Linked DNA regions of Mus musculus: region 2 is linked to region 1. Evidence: chromatin contacts called from public HiChIP or PLAC-seq data. All regions are on one chromosome and are shown on one strand. Each heading gives the region's core, a stretch centred on a gene start, on an enhancer-like site or on the middle of the called end of the contact. The rest is flanking DNA. Distances are from core to core; before and after follow the strand shown. Region 1 has its middle 7.5 kb from the start of Gm39755. Region 2 overlaps Camk1d (calcium/calmodulin-dependent protein kinase ID).

Evidence for each region. HiChIP or PLAC-seq counts read pairs in DNA pulled down with a chosen protein or histone mark.
Region 2: a contact with region 1 is called in an HNF4G HiChIP or PLAC-seq map of pancreatic cancer cells. The contact joins two enhancer-like sites. A contact is called at or near these places in 7 of 484 Hi-C or Micro-C datasets (cortical neurons, embryonic stem cells, liver and 2 more), 2 of 115 datasets of contacts at active chromatin or transcription factors (SST interneurons and pancreatic cancer cells) and 1 of 9 other capture datasets (embryonic stem cells).

The regions. Positions count from the first base shown.
Region 1 is chr2:5,092,730-5,099,243 of GRCm38.p6, reverse strand. No RefSeq gene overlaps it. Among named protein-coding and RNA genes, the nearest start is that of Gm39755, 7.5 kb to the left of the region's middle. Within about 2 kb of position 3,738, at least 28 of the 459 cell types and tissues checked have an H3K27ac peak or open chromatin away from gene starts, as enhancers often do. A contact at or near this core is called in pancreatic cancer cells, where this site is marked.
Region 2 is chr2:5,317,203-5,323,235 of GRCm38.p6, reverse strand. The region is part of intron 6 of Camk1d (calcium/calmodulin-dependent protein kinase ID); the gene reads left to right. It overlaps Gm36906 (a long non-coding RNA gene), which reads right to left. Exons shown (of 2, transcript XR_373963.3): 2 at 5,736-6,033. Among named protein-coding and RNA genes, the nearest start is that of Gm36906, 5.1 kb to the right of the region's middle. Within about 2 kb of position 1,670, at least 5 of the 459 cell types and tissues checked have an H3K27ac peak or open chromatin away from gene starts, as enhancers often do. A contact at or near this core is called in pancreatic cancer cells, where this site is marked.

The DNA.
Region 1 (6,514 bases), core at 2,489-4,988:
TTTCGGGCTAGAGAAATCAGAGTTCAGTGGGCAAAGTGCTTGTGGTGTAAGTGCGGGGGCCTGAACTGAGTCATCAAATCCCACATTCAAACACCAGTACAGTTCTACACCTGAACTCCCAGAACTGAGTCCTGGGCCTGGCGGCCAGCTGGAATAGCCTACTGGGCAAGCTCTAGGTCAATGATGGGGCTCTGTCTCAAAGAAAATAAAAAATAAGAAATTAAGGTGAATGAATCTGAAAAACAGCAGCCAGGTTTAACCTATGGCCTGCACACGCACATACACACATACATGTGCATCTACAACACACGTGTGCCACACGTGTCACACACACACACCTCCTTTCCCTTTATTCAGCAGCAAGACAGTAAGTTAGAAGTTAACCAACTGTCTATGATGTCTTCACGTACATTTTGGTTAGCAAAGAAATGGCATCAGACTCTCTCTCCACGGCTGGTACTTAAAGTCCACACAGATCAGTTGGTATCTATTGGGAGAACTGGAGGAGAGCCTGCACTGTCTCCCCCCTCCGCCCCCTTTTGCATGCAGGAAGCTATAGAATTGACAGGATCTCTGTTGAAACGTCTGTCCTCACCTGTGAAGTTAGAAACTAGCTAATGAATATTTATAAGCCTCCTCTAGCCAAGGAAGGCAGATGAGAACAGTTGGAAGAAAGAAGATAAAGAAAGAATCAAATCTAGCTTTAAAAAAAAACAAAAACAAAAACAAAATCAAAAACTGTTGAGATTTCTTTTAGAATGTAAATCCTTTTGCAGGGGAAACAAGAGCGAGAGGGGTGGGGGGAGGGAGGGAATTCAGTCCTTACAGTTGAAGAGGAAATTTAGCAGCTGAAATGTGACAGGGTCAAGCCCTTAGCACCCCATATCATGGCGAAAGCGGTCTCTGGTCTCGCAAGCCTGAAAGCTAGACCACAGACACCGCAGAGCATCTGTTGGGAGAGCAGATGCATTATCGCGAGCGGTGATTAAAAGCGATCCCAGGTGTGAGGAACAGCTAGCTGGAGCTGATTTCCCAGCATGCCTCTGCTGATTGAGTCCCTGAGAGAAAGCAGCCCTGCTTTTCTCTCCTTGGTCTCTAAGGAGGAAGTAGGGAATTGGGAGAAGCAGGCAAGGCAAGCGGGTAGCATAAATCTGTCCTGAGGATTTCCTGGGAAAGCAGCTTCGACGCTGCTTGGTTTTCCCCGGGCTGGAGGTGATCACACACCCCGGGCTGTGGTGGGCACATCCTGTGTCAGGGCCACCAGCGCAGTTGCAGGTTTCTGTCCTGCGAGTGCGAGTGCGTCTGTGCTGACATAAGTCTTAGGGACGCAACAGCAGAGGAAAGGCATCTCCTTTCCCGTCAGTCTGTGAAGCTGGCATGTTGCAGGAAAGCAATCCGTAGGGCAGTGGGCTCTCAACCTGTGGGTCATGGCCACCAGCCTATTGGAAAAATATTTCTGATGGTCTTAGGAGCCTCCGACCATAAATTGATTTCCGTTGCTATTTCTTAACTAATTTTGCTACTGAGTGCTGTCTCAGTCCCTCAGACCACTGGAAATAGGTATTTACCCGCGGTCACGAATCACAGGTTGAGAACCGCTTCTGTAGGCGAAGGGTGCTGTGCTTATGTGTTTAAATGGGCTACATATGTGGAAGGACTGCGTTTATGTGTCATGACTGGGTCTTGAGAACAGTGACCACAATAGCCAGTGGATCTCACAACACACCAGAATCAAAGTCAAATATGTCCAACCTGTGCTAGACATATCCGGTAGGTCACACATGTCCCAAGATAGCCATGCCTGTGGTCCAGCACATTTGAAGATGACATTGTATTGCAATGTGAAAAGGTTAGACAGTGAGGTGTTTGGGGTTTCTTTGAGTTATCATTTTGATTCTGCCCTAAATGACATCCAAATCTTTCCAACTCTTAGTTTACTCTTTGCCTGTCTATTTTGGTCACATCCTGTACCTTATCTGGCTTGCTATGGAGAGGGACGAGGGTCACTTCTCACCCAGCAAGAGCTTTCGAGGAATGATTTGACACTGATGTACCATTGGGCCCGTGTGGCTGAAGGGGTGGTCAAGGATATAGCTTGACTGATAGAATGCTCTCTAAGCACACATGAAGCTGAGTTTGCTATCCAGCAGCACACACCAGCTGTGATGGTGAATGCCTGTAGTGCCAACACCGGGGACCTAAAGGTAGGAGGATCATACCTAAAGGCCTAAAGGCATTTAATATCATGCCTTTCTGCTTAGTGAGTTCAAGGACAGCCTGGGTTACATGAGGTCCTGCTTTGAAACAACAAGCAGGTGGGGGAGCAGCAAGACCCCAACACTTGATGCTGGTGGGCCATTGTTTGCAGTTCCAGATCAGATGCTGAACCTCAGCTCTCTGCCTCAATTATCTTGCCTCTAATTATCTTGCCACATACAGCCACTGAGTGCCACATCCGGCACTTTACATTGTAAAGTACAGGGCACCTAATATTGCCACAGCAGCTATCACCATGTTATTCTTCCTTCAAAATCTGGGTGACAGTCATTGGGGGAATGACGACACTGAGCCACAAGATGAACTTTTGATATCCTGAAGCTCCTTTGGGGTTGGAGGGGAAACCTGAGCTAGCAAGGATAGGGAGGTCGCTGGGAGCCGTGAGGAGACAGGAGGTGGGGGGCAGTGTCCCAGACCCTAGAGGTGAGGGGGTAAGGTGAAGAGGATTGCAGAAGATCAGCCATGATTCTGAGAGGGTCAATGCTCAATGGTCAGGACTAGACAGTTCTACCTGGACAATTAAAGCACAGTGTCCTGGCACAGTAACCAGTGCTTCCCAGCACGGAGTGTGACAGGACTCATACCTCTGGGTGCCTCCTGCAGAAGACATACGGAGCTGTTCACCTAAGCATGAGGTCCCTCTTATGGGACCTCAGGGAGAGCCTGGATATGCAAGCTACTGAATCAATGGTAGCTCCAGGTATGGATGCCGAGGTCCTGGCCATGCCCTGTACCACTGAGGTACACCCTTAGCACTGTGACTGTTTATCTATGACTCACTTATATGTACTGATAATATGCTGAGTGCAGCTTAGACTTAAAAATGGGCACAAAGAGATCTGGTATATGGCATTGTGCCTATAGTTAGCACTGTATTCTGCACTTAGAGATGTCTCAGCACTTGGGATGAAATTAAAGCAGGGGGATTACAAGTTTAAGGCCAGTGAGTCAATAAGAAAGAAAGAAAGAGACGGAGAGAGAGAGAGAGAGAGAGAGAGAGAGAGAGAGAGAGAGAGAGAGAGAGAGAAAGAAAGAAAGAAAGAAAGAAAGAAAGAAAGAAAGAAAGAAAGAGAGGAAAAGAGGGAAGGAAAGAGCGAGAGAGAGGGAAGGAGTAAGGGAGGAAGAGAGAGAGACAGACAGAGGGAAGGTGGAGGGGAAAGGAAGAAATAGTTTCAGCTTCGTACTGAAACTAAATGAAACACACACAAATCAAAGTTGAATTTTTTCCCCCTTCACCCTCAAGTCTGGCTATCCCTGATCTCTTACATGGGAGATGGGGACAGAGTAGAGGGTTTTCCCTCACACCTCAAAAGGATGGGAAAACCCAGGGCTGCAGACTCAGGTTGGAGTCAGAGCACTTGTCTAGCAAGCCCAGGGTTCAGTCCCTGTTGTGTGGGTTGGGGAGGTGGATTAAAAGGCAATTAAACTCGTTCTTTTCCTCAAACATGAGCCATCTGAAAACAGTGCCAGATGAGTCACAGTCTCATTGTTGTTTTTAAACTGATGTAAAACACATATCCCAAGTTATGTTATGTTATTCAGTAGGTTTCCTCCTCAGTAGAGTTGGGGTAATCACATCTTTTAAATCAGTAAATGATGTTATCAAAATAATCCTCATCTTTGAAATCTCACAAAAATTTCTATTTTACAATTTGCCCTGACTATCAAGGCTGCAAGAATAACATTTCCTATATATTCAAATCACTAACAGCTACACAACCTCCCCAGCCCCACGGAAAAGAGAAAAGAAACACCATCACATATGCTTGGCTAAGGGCTAAGTTATTCCAGGAGCCAAAAATAAAATAGGCAAATTGTTAGCACTGATGTAACACAACTGTAACCTCAGCATCACTGTGTCATGAGCAATGACTGTTAGAACACAGGGCTGGGTGCCCAAGGGCTGGTGGTAGCTGATCAGCAAGACTCTGTTTTCCTTCTCCATCTGCACTGCCAGCTCACGCTGTGCACCGCTCCACATGCACGGTGTAAGCATTCTTAGAATCCCAGCAAACTCGCCTCTGGATTTAGAATATAAAGGTTGCTCTCTGTGGTGGTTTGAATGAGAATGGCCTCCATAGGCTTATATATTTGAATACTTGGTCCCCATCTTATGGAACTATTTGGGAAAGATTAAGGGGTGTGGCCTTGTAGAAGGGGGTGTATTGCTGGGTATGAGAGTTGAGGTTTCAAAAGAGTCTTCTTGTCTCTTGTGTCTCCCTCTCTCCTCTCCCCTCTCCCCTTTCCCTCTCCACCCCCCTTCTACTTTCTGATCACACTGTAAGCTCTCAGCTATTCCTATGTTCCACCATCATGGACTCTAACCCCCTGAAACTGTAAGCCCAAATTAAATACTTTTTTCTTATGTAAGTTGCTTTATAGAGTTTGTCAGAGGAGGAAAAAAAGTAACTAAGACGTTGTTGGTTTTTTGTGTCATTGAGTACTTCATGGACAAGGGATACAATCATTGTGCTCAGCTATCTCTGTTGGTCTTCCAGTATCTGCCCAATAGACAGAAGTTGGTGGCTATATAGGTAGGAGAGTTAAAGTCTGGAAATGGAAGCTGTTGGTAATCATTAATTTATATAATAATATATGAAGAACCCAAATTAAAGCTTTTTGCAGAAGTCAGAGGTAATGAAATCGTGATGACTGCCACTTCTCCGATCGAGAGATTTTGATTAGCCTGAAGGACACTTGAGATTCATTTGTCACTTGCAAACCTAAAGCTGGCAACTCATTTGTATTCCACTCAACTCAACCTCTCTTGGTCCAGGTACACCATGGGCAGGCATGGGGGTCACACGGCATTATTCTGCATCCTGTGTACAGAAGGAGCTGTACTGGGGAGGGCTGCAGAGCTCGGCTCCTCAGCCCCGCTGTGGCCAGCTGCCTTGGCTGTTCCTCTCAGCACTTTCCTTCTCTCCTGCCTGCCTCCCTGTGAGCTCCTGGCTTCCTGGAAGGTGATTGCTTCCTTCTCTGCAAACCCTCAAGCTCCTCACCAAGTAATACTCATCTTCTGTGTGTTGCTCAAGCACACATGTGATATGCTCACACACATGTGATATGCTCACACACATGTGATATGCTCACACACATGTGATATGCTCACATGTGTGCACACATATGATATGCTCACACACCTGTGATATGCTCACACACATGTGATATGCTCACACACATGTGATATACTCACACACATGTGATATGCTCACACGTGTGCACACATATGATATGCTCACACACATGTGATATGCTCACACACCTGTGATATGCTCACACACATGTGATATGCTCACACACATGTGATATACTCACACACATGTGATATGCTCACACGTGTGCATGGGCTTGCAAGGGCCAGAGGTCAACATCTGGTAGCTTCCTCAGTCACTAACCCTGTTCTGTTCTTTTGTTTGCTTTTTGTGTTTTGTTTTGTTCTGAAACAGTCTCTTTGAGCCTCGGGGGTCCTCCCATCTGTACCTCCTCTGAGCTGGAATTGGAGGTGTATGCTTCATGCCCAGGTTTTCATTTGGACCTGCAGTTTTACTCACTGGGCTATCTCCCCAGCCCCCTTCTCATAAATTCTTTGTGTCTGCCACTCAGTAACAGTTCCAGTAACTAGCTATTTGTTTTCCTTTTTAAGATTTAATTTGTAAGTGTGTGTGTGTGTGTGTGTGTGTGTGTGTGTGTGTGGTATGTGTGCATCTGTGGGGGTAATATATGTATATGTGTACAGGTACCCACAGAGACCAGAGGCAGGTCTGTAGATCCCTGGAGCAGGAGTAACAGGAGGCTGTAAGTCACCTGCTGTGGGATCTGGGAACTCATTTCAGGTCTTCTGGAAGAGGAGCCCTGTGCCTTTCCATCTCCCTCAGTCTTGCCTTAACTTCCATGAGAGCAGGAATTTTATCTCGATGATCACTGAGTCCTCCCGGCCTAACTGACTCAGTCAGAAGGGAATTCAGTATCTCCTATTGGGTGGTTCTCTTTTCTGTCCTTCTGACTAATGGCTCACCCCTGCCTCATCTTTGAGATGTTCACATCTTGTTTAAAGTACTTATTAGCCCTCCTGTGTTTCAGTTGTCTATTACCACAGGATAAACACACACACACATTCAGTGACTTTTTTGAGCCAGGGTCTTATGTAGCCCAGACTGGCCTTGAACTCTATCTGCAGCTCAGGGGTGAACATGAACTCCTGATCTTCTGCCTCTACCTCCCCACACCAGGATTA
Region 2 (6,033 bases), core at 421-2,920, 230 kb before region 1:
CTTCAGGACTGTGTTTCCCTTTGCCCTCTCCGCCCCGAATCTTTCCCTGATCCCTGCTTACCCATTCTCAACTCTCAAGTCATTGAGGACATTTACCAGTGTGTTCTAGCCAGGAGCACATGCCTTCAGTCTCTGCACATGGCTTTACTGTGTGAGCCTTCCCTACGTTCTCCCACCTGCTCTTTTCTCAGGGTAGAGGAGTAGTGTGGGGGGAATGCATGTGCTCAAACAGATGCTTACAGAATTGAGATGCATATTCATGAGCCTCATTGACCCTCTAATCTAAACCAGGATTATATATGTGCAACCCTGTTTTGTTCACTAATGGGCACTGGTAATAAGTACAAAAGGTTTGTTTGCTTTCGAAAGAGCTTTGTTTTATTTAATTATTGTGAAAGTCAATCATATCTATGATAGGATGACTAGAACTCATATTCCTTAACACCCCCCACTGCCCCCTTCATTCAATAAAGCTTGCTAAATTTCTGCCAAAGGTCAGTCAAGACAGAAAGACTTGTAGTGGTTCCTGGTACCAGCAGGACTTAGAGTCCAAAGGATGCTCATCCTTGGTTGAAGCCGCTGCTGCTTTTTAGAGACACACTGAGCCTGGGGTAGCCTTATGTGGCCTAGCTGCTTTGCAGATAAATGGGGGGGGGGGGGGGTGTTGTAGTTTCAGTCATTTCTGTACAATACTTTTTATTCTTTCTTTGATATTTGCCTACATGTATGCAATCTATTCTGATTATATTTACATCTGGATGCACTCTCAGCCCATCCCCCTCCCACCTTCACATCCTCTTCCATTTCTGAAGGAAATAAACCACCGATTCCAACTAGTGCTACCCATATGTGCATCGCTCTGGGGCCAACCAGGGGAGCCTGGGCAACCTGCCTATGGCCATGCTGCTATAGAAAGAGTATGCCCCTTCTCCCAGTAGCCATTAACCCCTGACAGGACAGCTCTTCAGCTGTCATTGCCGCTTTGGGAGCCCCCCCCCCACTTCTGTGCTGGAATTTGACTGACTTGGTTTTGTGTAAGTAACCACAGCCACCATGAGTTCAAAGGTGTGCCGGCCATCTAAAGGTCAGAGACAGACTTTCACAGTGCTCCTCCCTGGCCTCTGGCTCCCACATTCTCTCTGCCCTCTCTTGCGTGGCATTCCCTGTTGGCTCAGATTTAGGGGTTACCAATATCAAGTGAATCCACTGCTTTTGCCTCTTGTCAGATGGTGAAAGAACCCACTCATGTCATGGCCAGAAAACAAAAGGAAGGAGAGGAAAACAGGCTCCCACACAACCGACTCAAGGACAGGATTAGAGACCTGCCACTCAAAGTTCCGGCCCCTGCCCAGAAGCCCCTCCCTGAAGCAGCTATGAGTACATGCACCCAGCTCCAGCACCTTGCCAACAATCACTCTGAAGGCAAAGTTGGACTGTCACAGAGAAGCACGAAGTTTTCCCATGGAAACAATTCTCTCCTCAGAGCCTTTCCACATGGGCTAGACCAGAGCAGAAAAGTCTTGGTTGTCAGTCAGTTGCTACGCCTTTTTTTTTCAGCCTCTTAGAAACACGTTTCCATGTACTTAGAAAACTCACTGGGCCTACCACCCTGGTCCCAAGTACTTTGTCCAGAGAGCATGCCAGAACTTCTGCCTCATCCCACCAGAGTCCACAAGGTCCTGTTATGGGAAACTTCGTCTTCATTGTGTTGCTTTACAGCTCTTCATAGGAGTATCACACTGAACTCTGACGGTATGACATGATTATATTGGAATTTGGATCGATATACACAGAGATCCATTTTTTCACAATCCTGTTCTCCCAGACAGGTTGATAATGTCCGTAGCCACCTCCCTCAATCTTTCCTTAAGATAAAGAACAAAAGTCAATTTACTTTATAAATACAGGGACCTGCAAATTCTTCCTTCTTTCTCTCTCCTCCCCTCCCCTCCCCTTCCCCTCCCCCTCCCTCCTCTTCCTTCCCTTCTTTCTTTCTTTCTGGGTTAAAAAATGGGGTCCCACATCTGCTCAGGGCTAGGGCCGCTGGGCAAGGTGGACACAGGGAGTTTTGACTGGGCGCACCCCCACGGCAACCGCTGGGTGGGTGTCAGGCTGTGAGAAGCTGCAGAACCCCCGTTCCAGGGATGGGAAAAGGCCTGGGGTACCCACAGAACTGCCAGAGTCTGGGTCAGACTCGGGTACCACAGATGCCGCTGGGTACCGCGGAAGAGCCGGTGTTCTGGGGTCCCTGGGCCGCATGGAACCCAGGGACGTCAGGTTCTCAGTCCTGGACACACCGCTGGATGTCTCCGAAGAGCTGAGAACGGGGGGGGGGGGGCGGGGGGGGGGAGGCAAAGGGAAAAGGGCAGGAAGGAGAGAGCTCCAGCCAGTTACCATGGGGACAAGAGTCCTTAGCTGGTTCAGCAGGTAGGTTGGCTTGGTGGAAGCTTGGAGGCCTTCTGGCAGAACTACAGAGAGGGACCATAATCCATGGAACATATTGTCAGACACTAGGCATATAGGAGCTTGGGTGATATTGTCTGACAGTTCCCCATGTTCGTTCCGGTTGCCTTGGAGAAGATCGTTTATATTCTATTTACCATTAGGGTGCTTTACCACAAAAATGAAAGTAAGTAAAAAGATTATTGTGCTCAGAAAAACATAGTTGAAATTGTCTTTTCTGTACAATTTTACTCATTTTTAAATGTTCAACCCGGGCTGGTGAGATGGCTCAGTGGGTAAGAGCACCCGACTGCTCTTCCGAAGGTCCGGAGTTCAAATCCCAGCAACCACATGGTGGCTCACAACCATCCATAACAAGATCTGACTCCCTCTTCTTACATTAAATAAATAAATAAATAAATCTTTTTAAAAAAAATGTTCAACCCTATTTGGGTTGGGGTGCTAGGATCAAACCCAGGGAACTCATTCATGCTAGATGCAAGTAGTCTACCATTGTCCTACACCCCTAGTGATGTCTTATGACTATTAAAGTGTGTGTTATGACAATGTGCATGAGTGTGTATACTTGCACATGTACATACATGCATAAATGTTTTAATGAAGCATTTTCTGTTTATCAGAGCACAATTGAGGGATGTTGAGTACTAATACAGGACATCAAAGAGCCATTGCACACTACTATAATCACAGCCCTGGGCAGGTTGAGGTGGAAAGATCGTGAGTTCAAGGCCACGGTGAGAGTCTTTCCCCCAGCCCTACAGAAACACCATTTATGTCATAGAATCTGTTGCCCAGGAACTTATCAGCAAAGTATTTCTTGAGAAGACCCAAAAAAGAGATGAGATTTGAGCTGGCTCTTAAAGAATGGAACTTGTTTAGAGAGGAGTGAGCAGGGTAATAAGGATGGTAGTCTGAGAAAGGTGAAGACGTCTGAGGAGCCATTCCTCCAACAAGCTTTTGCTAAAGTTTATACCAGGCTGTACAGGATCACAAAACAGAGCATGGTAGTATTGGTGCCTTTGGGGAACACAGAGTCTAGCCAGAGATGGTGAGTCCTAGATACAAACTAAGACAGGAACTACAACAGAAGAGCCTGGAAGCTGAAGAGCATAAAGGAGAGATGTAGTACTTTGCATGGTATTGGGGGTGGAGACAGGAAAGCATCACTAGGCAAGGGACACACACATAGAGCTTTGCAACTGAGCAAGGCAGTCCTGAGGTCTGGAGAAAATAATAGCATTCCCAGCACAGAGAATAAGGCAGGGAAAAAAAATTCTAGATTAAGGTTGAAATGTAGCTTCTCTGGACCAGCTCTAAGTGAACTGTTCGTGTCTAGTTTTTATACTTTGACTTCATGATGAATTTAATGTTGACCATCTGTTCCTCTGCCCCCAACTACAATGTAATACCATATCAGTAGGCGTTCTGGCTATTTTCTTCTATGCCCAGGAATAGTTGATACTCAGCATTTGGTGGTGAGCAGAGGAGTGCCTGACCAATAGTCCTGTATCTTCTGACCCTCCCCCGCAGAGGAGCCTGTGCTGAGGCAAGATAGATATGACACAGGAGAGGGAGGAGCCTGTGCTGAGGCAAGATAGATATGACACAGGAGAGGGAGGAGCCTGTGCTGAGGCAAGATAGATATGACACAGGAGAGGGAGGAGCCTGTGCTGAGGCAAGATAGATATGACACAGGAGAGGGAGGAGCCTGTGCTGAGGCAAGATAGATATGACACAGGAGAGGGAGGAGCCTGTGCTGAGGCAAGATAGATATGACACAGGAGAGGGAGGAGCCTGTGCTGAGGCAAGATAGATATGACACAGGAGAGGGAGGAGCCTGTGCTGAGGCAAGATAGATATGACACAGGAGAGGGAGGAGCCTGTGCTGAGGCAAGATAGATATGACACAGGAGAGGGAGGAGCCTGTGCTGAGGCAAGATAGATATGACACAGGAGAGGGAGGAGCCTGTGCTGAGGCAAGATAGATATGACACAGGAGAGGGAGGAGCCTGTGCTGAGGCAAGATAGATATGACACAGGAGAGGGAGGAGCCTGTGCTGAGGCAAGATAGATATGACACAGGAGAGGGAGGAGTCTGTGGACAGTGGTGGCCACAGCCTGTGTTCAGTATAGGTCAGAAGGCAAGAAAAGGGGGTCAGCTAATACAGCAATGAAAAAAGAACATTTTTGCTCATGTGAGGACTTCCTGGCACATTTGGGGAGACAAACTCCCTTGCTATTCTTCTTGGCCACCCCCAGTCTTTCTACTTATGAGGTAAATTGAATTCTAGTATCCCATCCAAACATGTGCATGCTATGGATGTGTTGTACTGGCTAGTTTTGTGTCAACTTGACACAGCTGGAGTTATCACAGAGAAAGGAGCTTCAGTTGAGGAAATGCCTCCATGAGATCCAACTGTAAGGCATTTTCCCAATTAGTGATCAAGGGGGAAAGGCCCCTTGTGGATGGTGCCATCTCTGGGCTGGTAGTCTTCGTTCTATAAGAGAGCAGGCTGAGCAAGCTAGAAGAAGCAAGCCAGTAAAAAACATCCCTCCATGGCCTCTGCATTAGCTCCTGCTTCTTGACCTGCTTGAGTTCCAGTCCTGACTTCCTTTGGTGATGAAGAGCAGTATGGAAGTGTAAGCCAAATAAACCCTGTCCTCCCCAACTTGATTCTTGGTCATGATGTTTGTGCAGGAATAGAAACCCTGACTAAGACAGATGTCAAGCAATCTTCTGGAGACCTTTACAGAAAGAGGGGATCAGAAGTGGAAGTGACAAGTCTAGGGACAGGATGTACCTTGAAAGGCCCTCTCCTAGCAACCTGCCTTCTATAGTTACCTCCTACATGCCCATTCAGCTACAGATTCCTCAATCAATAAACCTGATGATGCAGTTAACTCCTTAAGGATCCACCCACCTGTCAATTGAGCCACCATCTTAGGAACAAGCCTTCAACATAGGAACCTCTTGGGGAATATATTGATCTTGTTGCTATGGCCAAATAGCTGACAAGAGGCTATTAAAGGAGGATGGGTTTGTTTGGACTTACAATTTGGAAAAGATATTGGTGACAGGGGAGTGAGTAACTAGTCATATTATATTTCAGTCAGGAAGTAAAGAGCCAGAGAGGAAATAGGCCAGACTATAAAACTTCAAGACCCAACCCCAGTGGGCCTCTTCCCTCAATGAAGCTCTATCCCCTAAAGGTACCAGAACTGCCCAAATGGTGCCACCAGCTGGGAGCCAACTGTTCAAAGATACACATCTCTGGGGGACATTTTATATTCAAATCACTGCAGGGAGACACTGTTATACCCAAAAGACACAATCTACAAAACTTTGTCATTCCCTTAAATATTAAGAGAGAAGCTCTCATATAAAATGTTCTTACCACAAGAATGTAAACTACATTTTTTAAAAATTGAAGTCACTCCCTGCATGGGCAAGCATCAGGCATGGCTGGTTCTGTTCCCCCACCTCTTCTGATCCCTACTTCTTTCTGTCATCTCGGTAGCCCATCTCTGGTTCAAAAGGTATATTGAGCAACAGAGACTCTAAAGTACATG